Linked DNA regions of Mus musculus: regions 2 and 3 are each linked to region 1. The links are chromatin contacts, called in public Hi-C and HiChIP or PLAC-seq maps. All regions are on one chromosome and are shown on one strand. Each heading gives the region's core, a stretch centred on a gene start, on an enhancer-like site or on the middle of the called end of the contact. The rest is flanking DNA. Distances are from core to core; before and after follow the strand shown.

Region 1 (4,502 bases), core at 618-3,117:
AGCTGGGGTACAGGCTTGTTACTCTTCCTTCTTAGCTATGACGTGGATGTTAAGGCTCTTACTCACACTCAATAGTGTCTACTAACCTTTAACTATGACCCCACAGTGATTAAAAATTGTGTAGAAAACCAAGGAAGTCTACATCCAGACATGAATTGGATTTCAGTGCTTTTGAGGGTAGAAGACAAACCATAAAGCAGTACTTTAGCAACACAGTCTTGGTATTAGAAAAATGTTGAAGGGCTAGGGATATAGATCAGTACTGTGCTTGCCTGACAGGCAGGAGCCCTGAGGGGTGGGGAGGTTTTTGGGTTTTTTTTTTTATTGTATTTTTTTCTGTGTAACCTTGGCTATCCTAGTACTCTCTCTATAGGCCAGGCCAGCTTCAAAATCAGAGATCTACCTGCCTCTCACTCCTGGGTGCTGGATTTAAAGGCCCGTGCTACCACACCCAGCTCAAGAGCCATAATTCTTGCCACCACCCAAATCAACCAACCAACCAACCAACCAACTAACCAACCAACTAACCAACCAATCAACCAACCAACCAATCAACAGTAGGAAACGTAGCTACATACCTGTAGCCCCATGAGAGACTCTTGGAGACTTGGTACTGTCACTAATAGTGATCCTTGCTTTCTTACATTATGGATGATGTAGTTCCAGGCACTAGAAAACATCAAAAACTGATATAATGAAATAAGGGTAAGATAATATTGCATATTAATGAGAACAGAGATAGCTCTCTTGCTCAATGTCTCCTCTTCCTCTCTCATCATGGGGAGGAGAGCCACAAGCCTGTTCAGAAATCTGCTCTAGCTCTAAGTCATAGCCCAGCCAAGTTTGGGGGTTCACACCTGGGATCCCAGCACTGAGCAAACTGAGGCAGGAGGCTCCTCTGGGGTTACAGGCCAGCCTGGGGTACACTGTGAGCTTCAGGGCACCATCCTTGGCTCTAGAATTAGACTCCATCTGAACAAAGCAACAGCACACCCAACAAAATCCGGGATGTGGCCTTTAACATACAACCCAGCAACTGTACACTGCTATTTACACAAAGAAGTTAAAAACATGTATTTGCAAAAAAATCTGTACATAATTATTTATTGTAGTTTTATTCATAATTTATAAACTTGGGAATGGATAAACTGTGGCATATCTAGACAACTGAAATATTGTTCGGCTCTAAAAGGAAATGTGCTCAAGTCATTAAGACACAAAGAGCCTCACGTCTGTTGCTAGAGAGGGAACCTAACCTGGAAGGATTCTGGATTGTCTGATTCTAACTGTCACAGCTGGAAAGTAAAACTATGGGTTGGTAAAAATATCAGTGGCTGCCAAGGGTGAGGTGAGAGTACAGGACCAAGAGCTGAGCAGGGGATTTTTAGGGGAGTGAAACTACTGTCCATGTTTTAAGGCTGGGTGCATGTCACTACATATCAATACATGCACACACACACACACACACACACACACACACACACACACGGGCTTCGAAGCACCAAGAGTGAACGCTACTGTAAACTGGAGACTTCTGGTGACTATTCAGTACCCAAGACCCATCATAAGAAGCATACTGTTCTGGTGGGAGGGACGACAATGGTACAGTTTCAGCAGGTGCGTGGGGCAGAGTGTACAGGAAATCTTTATCTTTTTTAAAGTTTTGCTGAGAACTCAAAACTTCACTATAAAGAGCGAAACAAAAGCCTGACGTGTCAGCTTTTATCAGACACTGGATTTTATTTTATTTTTTTGAATAAGGATGACAAAAGAAAATGCAGTCAGTATCTAGAAATCTAGATAGGCAAAATGTTTACCCACAGGAAATAGAACCACAGCAACACAGTAGAAATTGGCAAATTTTCCAGTTCCTGAGGGGTGCTGGTAAAGTTACAAGGTCAAAGTACTGATATTAACAAGATGGGGATGTGGGTTACCGTAAAGGTTCTGAATAAGAGAAGTGAAGTTTTCAGAATCACACAAGTCAAGCAGGATCAGCATCAAAGCCTTGTACTTTCTCCACAGAGCACATGAGAATCAGTCCTTCAGACTGGGGGGGGGGGGGGTTGAGGAAGATGAGGAGTCTGGGAAAATCAGGGGCACAGAAGCCAGAAACCAAAAATAACTGTGTAGCTGTGTATGGTGTGTAGATTAGATCTTTTAAACTCACGTCAAGAGTTAAATCATAGCTCACCTGGCTGGCTGGAGTATTTTAGGGATGGAATTCCAACATTAAAGAGCATCTGCAGAGTTTGGAGGGACCAGCCAGTTCTATAGGATAATGAAATGACCCGCCAGTGCATGTCAGGGAGCTGTGTGTTTGCCCGGTTCTGTTTAACTCCCAGGGTTGATATACACCACACTACACTGCACAGATCTTGGTTCCCCACCAGTGGGGAACAGTCTCTGCAGTGTGACTGGTGAGGTGGGTGGGTAGCAGTATCAGTTGTACTTATTTTTGGTTGAGGCTATGGCTAGCAGGTATCATATTTAGAACTTATTTACAAAATAATGCAACATTTGTTTTTTTTCAGGATGCGAATGATAATCACATAGCACTGTTTCAACTAGAGCTATCGTTTTTTAATGTGGTTCCTAAAAATGATGTACTTTACAAGCCCATTTAATTAAAAAAAAATGAAAAACTAGATTAGCATGACTTTTTCATTTGTCTGAGACACGCACGCCTCACAGAGTTCAGGATGCCCTGAATTAGCTATTTAGCTGAATTCACGGTCACAGACTAAAGCAGAAGTTCTGTGTCCTGGTACGGCATGGGTCCAGGAACCCTGCCCTAGAGGCAATCAGAAACACTCAAGTTGGGTGGGCTCTACTCTCCTTCCGGATGGAGAAGATGCATCAGCTGGAAGCCCAGCGTGTTTATTATACACAGTTGAGCAGGTTACTGCATGCAGCTGGACACAAAGGGAGATTACTACATAGAGCTGACAAGAAGACAGGTTTAGCTAATCTCACTAGGGGCAGCCTCACTAGGGGAGCAGTTTTCAGGCTGTGAACATCCAGGGGTAGAAAGCATGGTAGTTATTTTCTACATACACTGTAAATATCTGCATAGGAACACAGGAAAGCCTTATCATTCTCATGAGTCTAAGGTGTGGCGTCCTTGACATGACCACGACCACATCAATAACACATTCACCGAGGACTTCACCGTCCCTAAACAGAAATAATTATATAACATCATATAGCTACTACTTGTTCAGTAACTCATGTAGTCTCTATGAATGAATATATGAAAAAAGCTGTTTTTATTTTTACTTAAAGTCAGGGTCACATAATGGAGCCCTGCCTGGTCTGGAACTCAGAGATCTGCTTGCCTCTTGGATCCTAGTGCTGGGGTTAAAGGCATGCGCTACCACACCCATCTAAATATAGATCCCACCCTGCCCCCACAATTCACCAACAGCTTTCAACATTTTTTCAGCATTTGAAATCTATAAATCTCCAAAGTGTTTAACATTATTTTTCTCTCAGTGCCTCATTAGTATACCAGTGACGATATACTCGTCAACAATTATATGTTTTTCTTATCTGCAAGTAAGTTTAAAAGTAAAAAAGCTGCTGATGTGGTGATAAATGCCTGTCCTGTCAGCATCAGGAGGCAGAGGCAAGAGGAATTCAAGTTCAAGGCCAGTGTGGGCTGCACAGAGAAGTGATCAGACAGTTGCTACCTTCTCCACCAGCTGGAGAGTGAGATAACTCCAGGAACCTGTTAGAGGGTCCTTCCTCAGGGACACTGTTAGAGGATGTAGCTTAGAGATAGAGCACCTGCCTAGCATGTACCAGGCCGTGGGCAAAGCAAAAAAGCAAACACAGAATTAGCTAGTTTTGAAGGTTAATATTCTCATCCTCTCTGTTAAGCCTTGGTTACTCCATACTGTTTTATGATCGGTGTGATGGCTAGTGTTAACGGTCAATTTGACAGAATCTGAAACAGCTGAGAAGAGGGGCTAGGGGCTAGCTGTTAGGGTGTTATTTTGGTCAGATTAACTGAAGAGACTGGGCTAATTAGCATGCATTTACTCTCTGCTTCCCATTCCTGAGTGTGGATCCACTACCCATCATCAGACAAAAGGCACTGAGCACCCAAATAGCCTTTCTCCCTTACCTTGCCTTTGTCAGGCTTTACCACAGCATCAGGAGAGGAAACTAAGACAAGAGATTAGCACAATGACAGCAAAGAACAGTACCAAACCCCTGGGAGCTATTTAACTGTACCCTAAGTGGATGTGGGAGTCATGCTACCATTTTAGATCCACCCAAAAGTCCATATTACAGGGCGCGCTGAGATGGCTCAGAGGGTGGTTTACATAAAGCCCGATGACCCAAGTTTGATACCCAGAACACATATGGTGGACAGAAGTGACTTTTTTCTTTTGTTTTTTCGAGACAGGGTTTCTCTGTGTAGCCCTGGCTGTCCTGGAACTCACTTTGTAGACCAGGCTGGCCTCGAACTCAGAAATCCGCCTGCCTCTGCCTCC
Region 2 (4,502 bases), core at 507-3,006, 220 kb before region 1:
TGGTTGCTGGGATTTGAACTCAGGACCTTCAGAAGAGCAGTCAGTGCTCTTAACCACTGAGCCATCTCTCCAGCTCCCTCAATCTAGTTTTTTTTTTTTTTTTTAATGCAATTCTCCCGAGGAGTGGAGCATCCCTAAGGCATTTAGTGTGTTCTTTGAATCAGTTAGTTAACTGTACAGGTTTCCAAGCTATAACATAAGCACAGTTAACAGGGGTTGTTTTTCAAGACAGTGTTTCTCTGTGTAGCCCTGGCTGTCCTGGAACTCACTTTGTAGACCAGGCTGGCCTTGAACTCAGAAATCCGCCTGCCTCTGCCTCCTGAGTGCTGGGATTAAAGGCATGCGCCACCACGCCTGGCGTTAACAGGGTTTCTAAATCCTAAATACTCTTCTGAACTGAACTCCTGCATACATCTGTTGGTTTCTCCGTTCCTCTAGTTAACTCTACACTACTACTTGTGTTCCACTGTCATAGCCTGAGCAGCACGGTGGGGGCACAGGCACACCCCTTTACCTTCTATAACAGGGTGTGCATGGGATTATCACTTTCCCTGCAAACATCCAGAAATAGAACTTCGTTAAAAATAAGTCAGTATGTGCTTCTGATGTACCCAAGTCCACATGGAGGAGGACGGGAAGCTACTAACCACTGGGTTCCTCCCGGTGTGACTTGCTGGTGTTCTGCACACCTGGTCTCATTTCACAGCTCTGTGATGGTGTCTACTCACGGCTGGGAGACTAGAGCTGTCTGAGGGAGAGCAGCTAGTTAGAGGCACGGGCAGGGAGAAGCAATCCCAGAGATGACTGGCTCTCGTATCATCTCCCTGGAACTGGCCTGATCTATATTCAGACACTTGGCCACGATTTTCCTTAGCGCTCCCCAGGGGTGTGTCCACAGTGGGATTCATGCTTAGTGACTCCTGACTTTTCCTCTTGGAATCTGCCTTTTGTGCAAAAGCCAGTGAGATGGTAATGTTGGATTTGCATCTTCTATAGGGGCAGGGGGCTAGGAGAGGGAGACTGAACAAGGGTAGTGATGGAAGATTGGCTGTGTACACTTCTGTAAGTTAGAAATATTTTCTGGTTATTATTCATGTGTAACCTTTTTAGTAAGGAAGGGGAAAAGGGAATTTCTAGACAACTATTTGGAAATAATGTACAGCTACACTGCAGTATATATTCTATTTTCAACTACATATGCACACTCAAACTGTTATATATATTTAAGAAATTATATATGATTATATATGTATATATATTATGTTCTTTCTATATATAAATAGAAAGAACATAAAACTGAATGGGGGGGACAAGTTAGGGGAGGGATATTATGGTCAAAATAGATTCTATGGCATGTTAAAAAAAAAAAGACAATGGTGGCAAAACCCACCCCCAGTCAGCTACTCTGTCTTGTATAATTTGTTTTGAAAGAATTCATTATTAAATAAGATTTGAAGTTTAAAAAGATTTTATCTTTGATATATATACGATTAAGGATGCTTTTGAGAGGAAAGCTAGGATCAGCACTGCAGTGTGTGGGTATTTGCTGTTCTTTGTCCCTTGTACCCCACACAGAAACACAAACACAAGCTTCTCATTGTTGCCTCTAAGCAGCTGATGACTAAGGGGCTGACTAAGTCATCCTGAGTGGCTGAAACCCTGTTCCCAGTCACTTGACACCATGTAGGGAATACTATGTTGGAAATGTGCAGCTGTTCAAGCCTCCGCCCCGCCCCCACTGGAAAGCCCCGCCCTTGGGGAGCAGGAGCGGTCAATTCTTCTTTACAGGAAACGTTGCCAGTGAACAGCTCTCCCCTTAACCTACGGGGGAAGCACACGTCTCCCTTTTCCGTAACTGTAGCAAGACTGTTTTCATAATTAATTGGAGGCGAAATGCAGTGCTGGGGGTTGGTTTCTTAGCAGTGATAATCTCGCCATGATGAGTCACTTCTCTGAGGAGAAGAGCTCACTGCAGAGAACATGGCAGTGACGCTCACACACTTCTTATGCTCATGCTGCCTCTAAGCTTGAACTACAGCCCCCACACAGTGAAGGGTCTGGCTTTTGCTGTTGCTTGTTTGGTTTTGAGATAGGATCTCATGTAGCCCAGGCTGAACTCGAACGCATGATGTAACCAAAGGATGACTTTAAACTCTCGACCTGCACCGCCACAGTTGATTTCATTCAATGCTTCCCAACCTGATTAAAGTTGATAAATTGAGTGGATGTGCTGTGGTCATTTGTTCAGCAACATGTTCATTGACTGAACAGCAACATGTTTTCTTATGTTTATTTGTGTTCATGTTTGCGGGTATGCATGTGTCATGGCACATGTGTGGAAGTCAGAAGACAACTTGTGCCAGTCAGTCCTGCCTTTTATCATATGGGTTCCAGGGGTCAAACTCAGGCCATGAGGGTTGGAGGCAAGCACTCTTATCTGCTCTGCTGAGCAAATGTGCTCATGGAATTTCTTTTTTTTTTTTTTTTTTTTTTTTTTCGAGACAGGGTTTCCCTGTATAGCCCTGACTGTCCTGAAACTCACTCTGTAGACCAGGCTGGCCTCGAACTCAGAAAAAATCTGCCTGCCTCTGCCTCCCAAGTGCTGAGATTAAAGGTGTGCACCACCACGCCCGGCTGTCTTTTTTTTTTTTTTTTTTTTTTTTTTGAAGTATTAGTTTGAATTACGTGTATAGGGAGGTGTATACATGTGAGTCTTGGTGACCATGGGAGTCAGATCATCTGGAGATGGAGTTATAGGTGCTGGCTATGGGTGATAAGGACAGAACTCTGGTCCTCTGCAAGAGTAGTACATATTTTTAATCACTCCAGCTCCCTAGTTTTTAATATGTACAGAAATGTATTCTATACCGCAAGCTTCCTGCGAGTGGCCATGTGTTGCTTTCGGAGTTGGCTAACTTAGCGGTTCCATTTTGACACGGACACAGATTCTTTCCACTTGTTCCCTACCACCCTGACTGAATTGGCGTTACTCCCAGCTTGTCTCTTCGTGGGCCCCTTCTCTTCCTGATGAAGATTCTTGAATCCCTGCCCCTGGCTCCCAGCTCCAGTGCCCGCTCAGGTCTTCCTCAAAGGCGGCTTGTCTCAGGCGTGATGAGGGCCGGGGCTTGGCTCCTCAGCTGACCTCTGCTCAATCCTCCAGTTTATCTGACTCCAGCTCCGCCCCTAGCTCTTCTAGCTCCATCTTAAGAATTACTCCACATGGGAGCGAAAAGCCACTAGCAGCTTGGGAGTAGGGTTTGTTGCTGTCTCATTATCTGGTCCAACCTTCCTTCCTCCCCCCTGGGAAGCCCTGCCCGCCTTGATCTTCCTGGGACTGCAGCGGGATCAGCTGCTCCGTTCCCAGATGCATCCCAGAGTTCAGACTCACTCATGCGCACAAGTGTCTCTTCTGGGGATAGTCACCCACTGCGGGGATCCCCGGTCACATCTCTACTGGTGGCTTTTTACCTTTTTAAATTATTTTTAGTTTCTTTTGTGTGTATGAGAGATTTTCCTGCCTGTGTGTGCACCAGGTACACACCTGGAGCCCTCAGAAGCTAAAAGAGGCCATTAGTTATAGATGGGTTACAAGCTACTTGGTGGGCACTGGCAATTGATAAGTAAGTCTAGAGCCAAAGAGCAGAAAGAAACTAAATGTCACTTTGCATTTAACTATCTTCACCATCTTATCCGCATATGACTTACTTATTTACTTTCTTGGCGTTTGTTTGTTTTTGTTTGAAACTTTTTTTTTTTTTTTCTGTGTAGCCTGGCTGTCCTACAAGTTGCTCTGAAGCCCAGCCCAGGCCATCTTAGGTTTGTATTTTGTTTTTTTGTTTGTTTGTTTGTTTGTTTTGTTTTTTTGAGACAGAGTTTTTCTGTGTAACAGAGCCCTGGCTGTCCTGGACTTGGTTTGTAGACCAGACTGGCTTTGAACCCACAGAGATCTATCTGCCTGCCTCTACCTCCTGATGGCTGGGATTAAAGCAGGCTATCTTTCTTTACCTTAAAAGGTCCCATCTCCCAGTCTTATCACCTAGATAGCCTGTCACTACTTAGATTCGGGTGTGTCCTAAATGGAATGCTGTTTCTCTGGTCTGCCAGCACCTGTCACTATGTATGTCTATGGTATTAACACATATTACTGGATGTACTTATTGGTCAAAGCTAAGAGCTGAGTAGAGCTACATTCAGCACAAACTGCCTTCTCCATTTCTGTAAACACTTGTCTAAAAAATGGTGACTCTGGAGATGAAGACAGGAGGAGCCTGAGTCTGAGGCCAGCCCGATTGTATGAAGAGAACTTACCTAAAAAGCAATTGATGCTGATAACAAATTGCTGGGACCTGCACTTACATATGACCTCATTTACATATGACCTCCACTGAAGTAAATAAAAATGAATAGGAAGGCCACTCGCCTAGCTCCAAAGACTGGAAGGCTCAACTTCAGAAGTGACTATAGGAGACGTGATAGTTAAATGCAAAGTGACATTTAGTTTC
Region 3 (4,502 bases), core at 977-3,476, 190 kb before region 1:
TCTGTGCTGCCAGGTCACAAAAATAGGCTTGCCAAGGCAGGTGAGGTGTATGAAGGCTCCAGTGCCTCAGAGAACGGTAATCAAGTGCAACTATAAATAATACTGAAACAAGTCTCCCATATGACCGACCAGTGGATAATATTTTCAAGGCATTCAGTTAGCTTACCCTTTGTAGTACTCTAAGCTATTCACATTGACAACCACATCCATTGTAACGTTCACTGCAAGGAAGGCATGGAACCAGTTTGTTTTGGCTAAAATAAGACAGGAAGGCATTCCTTGGGAATACAGAAAAGTAACCATATGAAACAGTCTCATGGCAATACTGACAGGCTTCTTATATTCACTCATTCACGAACGGGACCAGTGAAAAGGGAATAAACAAAAAAAAACAAAACCTAATACAATTCCAGTGGACTGAGCTGGAGAGATACGTGTAAGCCCCTTAAGATCAAATGGCACTTGGCTATTATTTTATAGTGGCTTTCCTTCAAGGGAAACTACAACACTGCCCCCCAGTTTCTCTCCCAGCGTCGAGCGGTCCTTAATATCGTCCAAGCCATTTACTTGCCACTCATGTTTAATACCTAAAACGGAAAAGAAAAACACACCTCATTAACCTTATAACTAAGAAAGAGTAAAAAAAAAAATTTTTTTTTTTTGTACAGAACAGTCGATGTTGGTACCTGTAAATTTCTTTTTAATGGCATCTTTAGAGCTAGCATAAATCATCTTGCTTTTTAACGGTGCACTTTCAGGAGCCCTACGGGGGAGAAAATGTTGAATTTCAAAAGAAAAACAAAGGCAAAAACTGACTCTGATAATAATAATCCTTGCACTTTTAGAAGTACTTTTTTTCTTTTGTTTTTACACACCAGAATATAAATACTAGGTCTTCTTTCTTAGACTCTTTTGTTTCGTACGTGGCATCGTACAAAGCATATCGGCAATCATTCAGAGGCAACAACTTCACAAAAGATGTGTAGGGGTCCTCTACAGTGTCACCAATGTCACCCACCAAGATCTGCTTGGCTTCCTCTACAATTATTTGTCTTTTGTCATCGCTCAAACAGAAGAGAACTGCTTTCTTTCTTTTTTTGATCTCCTCCTGTGTAGAAGATTTTCTTACTTTCATATCATTAAAAACTTTGATGACTTCATCATTCACTGTAACTCCAGATGCCTGAAAACAAACAAAGGGTGGGAATTTAGAATAAGGATTTCGGTTTTAACCAAAATCATAGACTTCAGTCTGGCCAGAGTATTAAAAAACTGCACCAAACAACGTAAGCAGTCCTATTAGGTCTGTCAATTTTAAATATCAGAAGAAGATACGGGTAAAATGTCTAACTCATACTGCTCATTCATCCTTCTTAAAGGAGTACGGAGAGAACCGCTAACGGGAGGTGGGAAGGGACAAATACAGTTGAGCCATGCCTGAAATGTTTCCTATTTCACTGGGTGATGTCAGAGCTTCAGGAGCAGCAGCAAAAATACCTTCTGTATTGTGTCAACTCTGCAGGCCTTAAAAAAAAACACTCCAGGATTTCAGTTAACGCTTCTACTATTTTTTTTTTCTTTCTTTAAAGCCGTCTTAGCCACGGCTGCTTCCACATAAGGAAAGAGAATCAAGTGTAAACTCCAACCCGCTGCGGCTACAGCGATTACGCCCCACCGCCCATTGGCAGCCGCTTTGAAACTAACAGATCCCGTGAAAAGGCTCCCTACGGCGAGAAAAGCGTTTTAAAATAGGTTTCTACCTGTTCAATCTCCTCGGAACGGCGTTATGGCCGGCCTCCTAGACCCTCACCCAGAGGCTGCTGGCCACGTACCAACCTTACAGCGCGCGAGTTAAAAACCTTAAGCCGCGCAGGGCAGAGCAACACGCGGGGGCCCTGGCCCAAGGAGCGACCCTCTCGCGCCGGGCCTGCGCCGGGCCCTCCCGCCTCGGGACTCGGAGCGGCCGCAGGGCCTCGAGCCCTCGGCCCGCAGCGCCGAAGCGCCCACCGCACAGGCCCAGGCAGGGTTAAGATGGCGGCCGCGCGGGGATCCGCGCCGCGCCCAGCATTCCCCCGCCGGCGCGCCCACCTTACCATAGTGCCCGCGGCTGAAGTGGCTGCGGCGGCGGTGGCTCGGACTCCGGCTCGGTGGCACTGGGACGAGAAGAAGGAGGGGTCGGCGGCGGGCAGCAGAGAGTGCAGGGCACGCCGGGAGCTGCAGCCGGGCGGGCGGGCGGCGGGCTGGAGGGCCGCAGGGCGGGCGGGGCGGGGGCGGTCACGTGGTCAGGCCCCGCCCCCGCCGCTGTCCTCCGCCTGACCCCGGAGCTCCAGAACCGCTAGCAGAACCACGCGCAGCGGCGGCGGGAGCCCCGATGCTGACAGGGATGGTCGTAGCGACCAATCCGGGTTCAACGCTCGAGCGGTTCGCGGGCTCCTGGCGCTGCTCTGGGGGGTTGTGACGTGAGGAAACGGGGTGTGGTGGTCGGGTAGAGAGCTCTTTGCTTCATTCACTTGCGCTTTCCACGGAAAGGGTCCGGATTGTAACCTTTCGGGACCCCTTTGGAAAGCCCCGACTTTGAATGAATCGTTAAGATCTTATTCTTCTTTGTGTGTTTGAATTGAGACAGGATCTCGTTTGGAGTCTTTTGCGGGTCTCTTGATTCATGAAGTAACTGCAGATGACCTTGAACGGATCCCGCCTCCATCCTGCAGGTGTTGGGATTACAGGCAAGCACCACCTCCCTGGGTTTAGACCCCTCTTATTACTAAAAGGAGAACGAACACTATAAATATTACCTTAGTGATTGAAGTACTAAGCAAAGGCAGAATGAGAAGCAGGAATGTTGGCTTATACCTGGAATTCTGCAAGAAGAGGGTGAGGTCACAAAAAGTCTCTGGAGATACCTTGGACAGAATTATAATCCAAGTAAAACCAGAAACTGCTCAAGTTACGTTTCTTTTCCCCTGTAAATGGGATGTATTGAGATTACTAGAAAAATAAATGTTTATATGTGGAGAGAAAAGGGCCTGACACATTTGATTTGGTAATTGTGTTGAAATCGTGTGTGTGTGTGTGTGTGTGTGTGAGAGAGAGAGAGAGAGAGTGTGTGTGTGTGTGTGTGTGTGTGTGTGTGTGTGTGTGTGAATAGGTGTGCTGTGGGAGTCATTTCTCCTCTACCGTGTGGGCCCTGGGAATTAAACTTAAGTCATCGAGCTTGGTGGTACCCTATCCCCATGTCAGGCAGCACACAGGCAGTCGTCACCTGTGAGCTCAGCTCCATGGACCCTGACTCCCTCTCCTAACCTTCACAAACACCTGCACATGTGCACACACATAAAAAATAAATGTAAAAAATCCTTTTGTTTTTACTCAGTGTACATGTAGGTGTATCTGTGTGAAGGTCTGCTATGTGTGTGTGGGTGCCCTTAGTAGCCAGAAGATGTTTGATCACTGGAGCTAGAGTTGCAAGAGTGGCAGACCATTGTGAGCTGCCTGAGCTGCCTGTTGTGGGTGCTCCGGTCCACTCTACTTTCTCAGGCCCACAGATTTATTATTATACATAAGTACACTGTAGCTGACTTCAGACACACCAGAAGAGGGCATCAGATATCCTTATAGGTGGTTGTGAGCCACCTTGTAGTTGCTGGGATTTAAACTCAGGACCTTTGGAAGAGCAGTCAGTGTTCTTAACTACTGAGCCATCTCTCCAGCCCTAGTTTGTTCTTAAGAGTGAGTGCTTCTTGAGCATGGAGAAAGGATTGTGGGAGGGGGTGACTTGGAGGTGGGCAATGAGCAGAATGTAAAGTGAATAAGTAAAAAAATAAATAGTAAAATAAAAAAAAAATTGCCGGGCAGTGGTGGCGCATGCCTTTAATCCCAGCACTGGGGAGGCAGAGGCAGGCGGATTTCTGAGTTCGAGGCCAGCCTGGTCTACAGAGTGAGTTCCACGACAGCCAGGGCTATACAGGAATTCACTCAAAAAAAAAAAACAAACAAACAAACAAAAACAAAAAAATTGGAGCTGAGACAAAAGGATGGACCATCTAGAGACTGCCATATCCAGGGATCCATCCCATAATCAGCCTCCAAACGCTGACACCATTGCATACACTAGCAAGATTGTGCGGATAGGACCCTGATATAGCTGTCTCTAGTGAGACTACGCCAGGGCCTAGCAAACACATAAGTGGATGCTCACAGTCAGCTATTGGATGGATCACAGGACCCCCAATGGAGGAGCTAGAGAAAATACCCAAGGAGCTAAAGGGATCTGCAACCCTATAGGTGGAACAACATTATGAACTAACCAGTACCCGGGAGCTCTTGACTCTAGCTGCATATGTATCAAAAGATGGCCTAGTCAGCCATCACTGGAAAGAGAGGCCCATTGGACTTGCAAACTTTATATGCCCTAGTACAGGGGAACGCCAGGGCCAAAAAGTGGGAGTGGGTGGGTAGGGGGTGGGGGGAGGGTATGGGGGACTTTTGGGATAGCATTGGAA

Evidence for each region. Hi-C and Micro-C count contacts between places; a contact is called where the count stands out from the background. HiChIP or PLAC-seq counts read pairs in DNA pulled down with a chosen protein or histone mark.
Region 2: a contact with region 1 is called in a Hi-C map of group 2 innate lymphoid cells, with 1.7 times the contacts expected there. The contact joins two enhancer-like sites. A contact is called at or near these places in 15 of 484 Hi-C or Micro-C datasets (the C10 cell line, Sertoli cells, adipose-derived mesenchymal stem cells and 7 more), 6 of 115 datasets of contacts at active chromatin or transcription factors (T-cell acute lymphoblastic leukemia, embryonic basal ganglia, embryonic limb bud and 3 more) and 3 of 9 other capture datasets (adipose tissue, embryonic stem cells and pancreatic islet).
Region 3: a contact with region 1 is called in an H3K4me3 HiChIP or PLAC-seq map of the SCID.adh cell line, with 9 read pairs. The contact joins the promoter of Cfl2 here to the enhancer-like site in region 1. A contact is called at or near these places in 7 of 39 promoter capture datasets (the C10 cell line, HPC-7-derived erythroid cells, embryonic stem cells and 4 more), 1 of 484 Hi-C or Micro-C datasets (bone marrow-derived macrophages), 11 of 115 datasets of contacts at active chromatin or transcription factors (the 230-238 cell line, the SCID.adh cell line, VIP interneurons and 7 more) and 3 of 9 other capture datasets (adipose tissue, liver and pancreatic islet).

What each region holds. Positions count from the first base shown.
Region 1 is chr12:55,048,309-55,052,810 of GRCm38.p6, forward strand. 2700097O09Rik (RIKEN cDNA 2700097O09 gene) reads right to left here. Exons shown (of 8, transcript NM_028314.2): 7 at 579-669. Among named protein-coding and RNA genes, the nearest start is that of 2700097O09Rik, 30 kb to the right of the region's middle. Within about 2 kb of position 1,868, at least 38 of the 459 cell types and tissues checked have an H3K27ac peak or open chromatin away from gene starts, as enhancers often do. A contact at or near this core is called in the SCID.adh cell line and group 2 innate lymphoid cells, where this site is marked.
Region 2 is chr12:54,833,370-54,837,871 of GRCm38.p6, forward strand. No RefSeq gene overlaps it. Among named protein-coding and RNA genes, the nearest start is that of Cfl2, 27 kb to the right of the region's middle. Within about 2 kb of position 1,757, at least 263 of the 459 cell types and tissues checked have an H3K27ac peak or open chromatin away from gene starts, as enhancers often do. A contact at or near this core is called in group 2 innate lymphoid cells, where this site is marked.
Region 3 is chr12:54,860,651-54,865,152 of GRCm38.p6, forward strand. It overlaps Cfl2 (cofilin 2, muscle), which reads right to left and starts at 2,227. Exons shown (of 4, transcript NM_007688.2): 1 at 2,094-2,227; 2 at 876-1,183; 3 at 687-763; 4 at 1-587. The coding sequence starts at 2,096. The coding sequence ends at 475.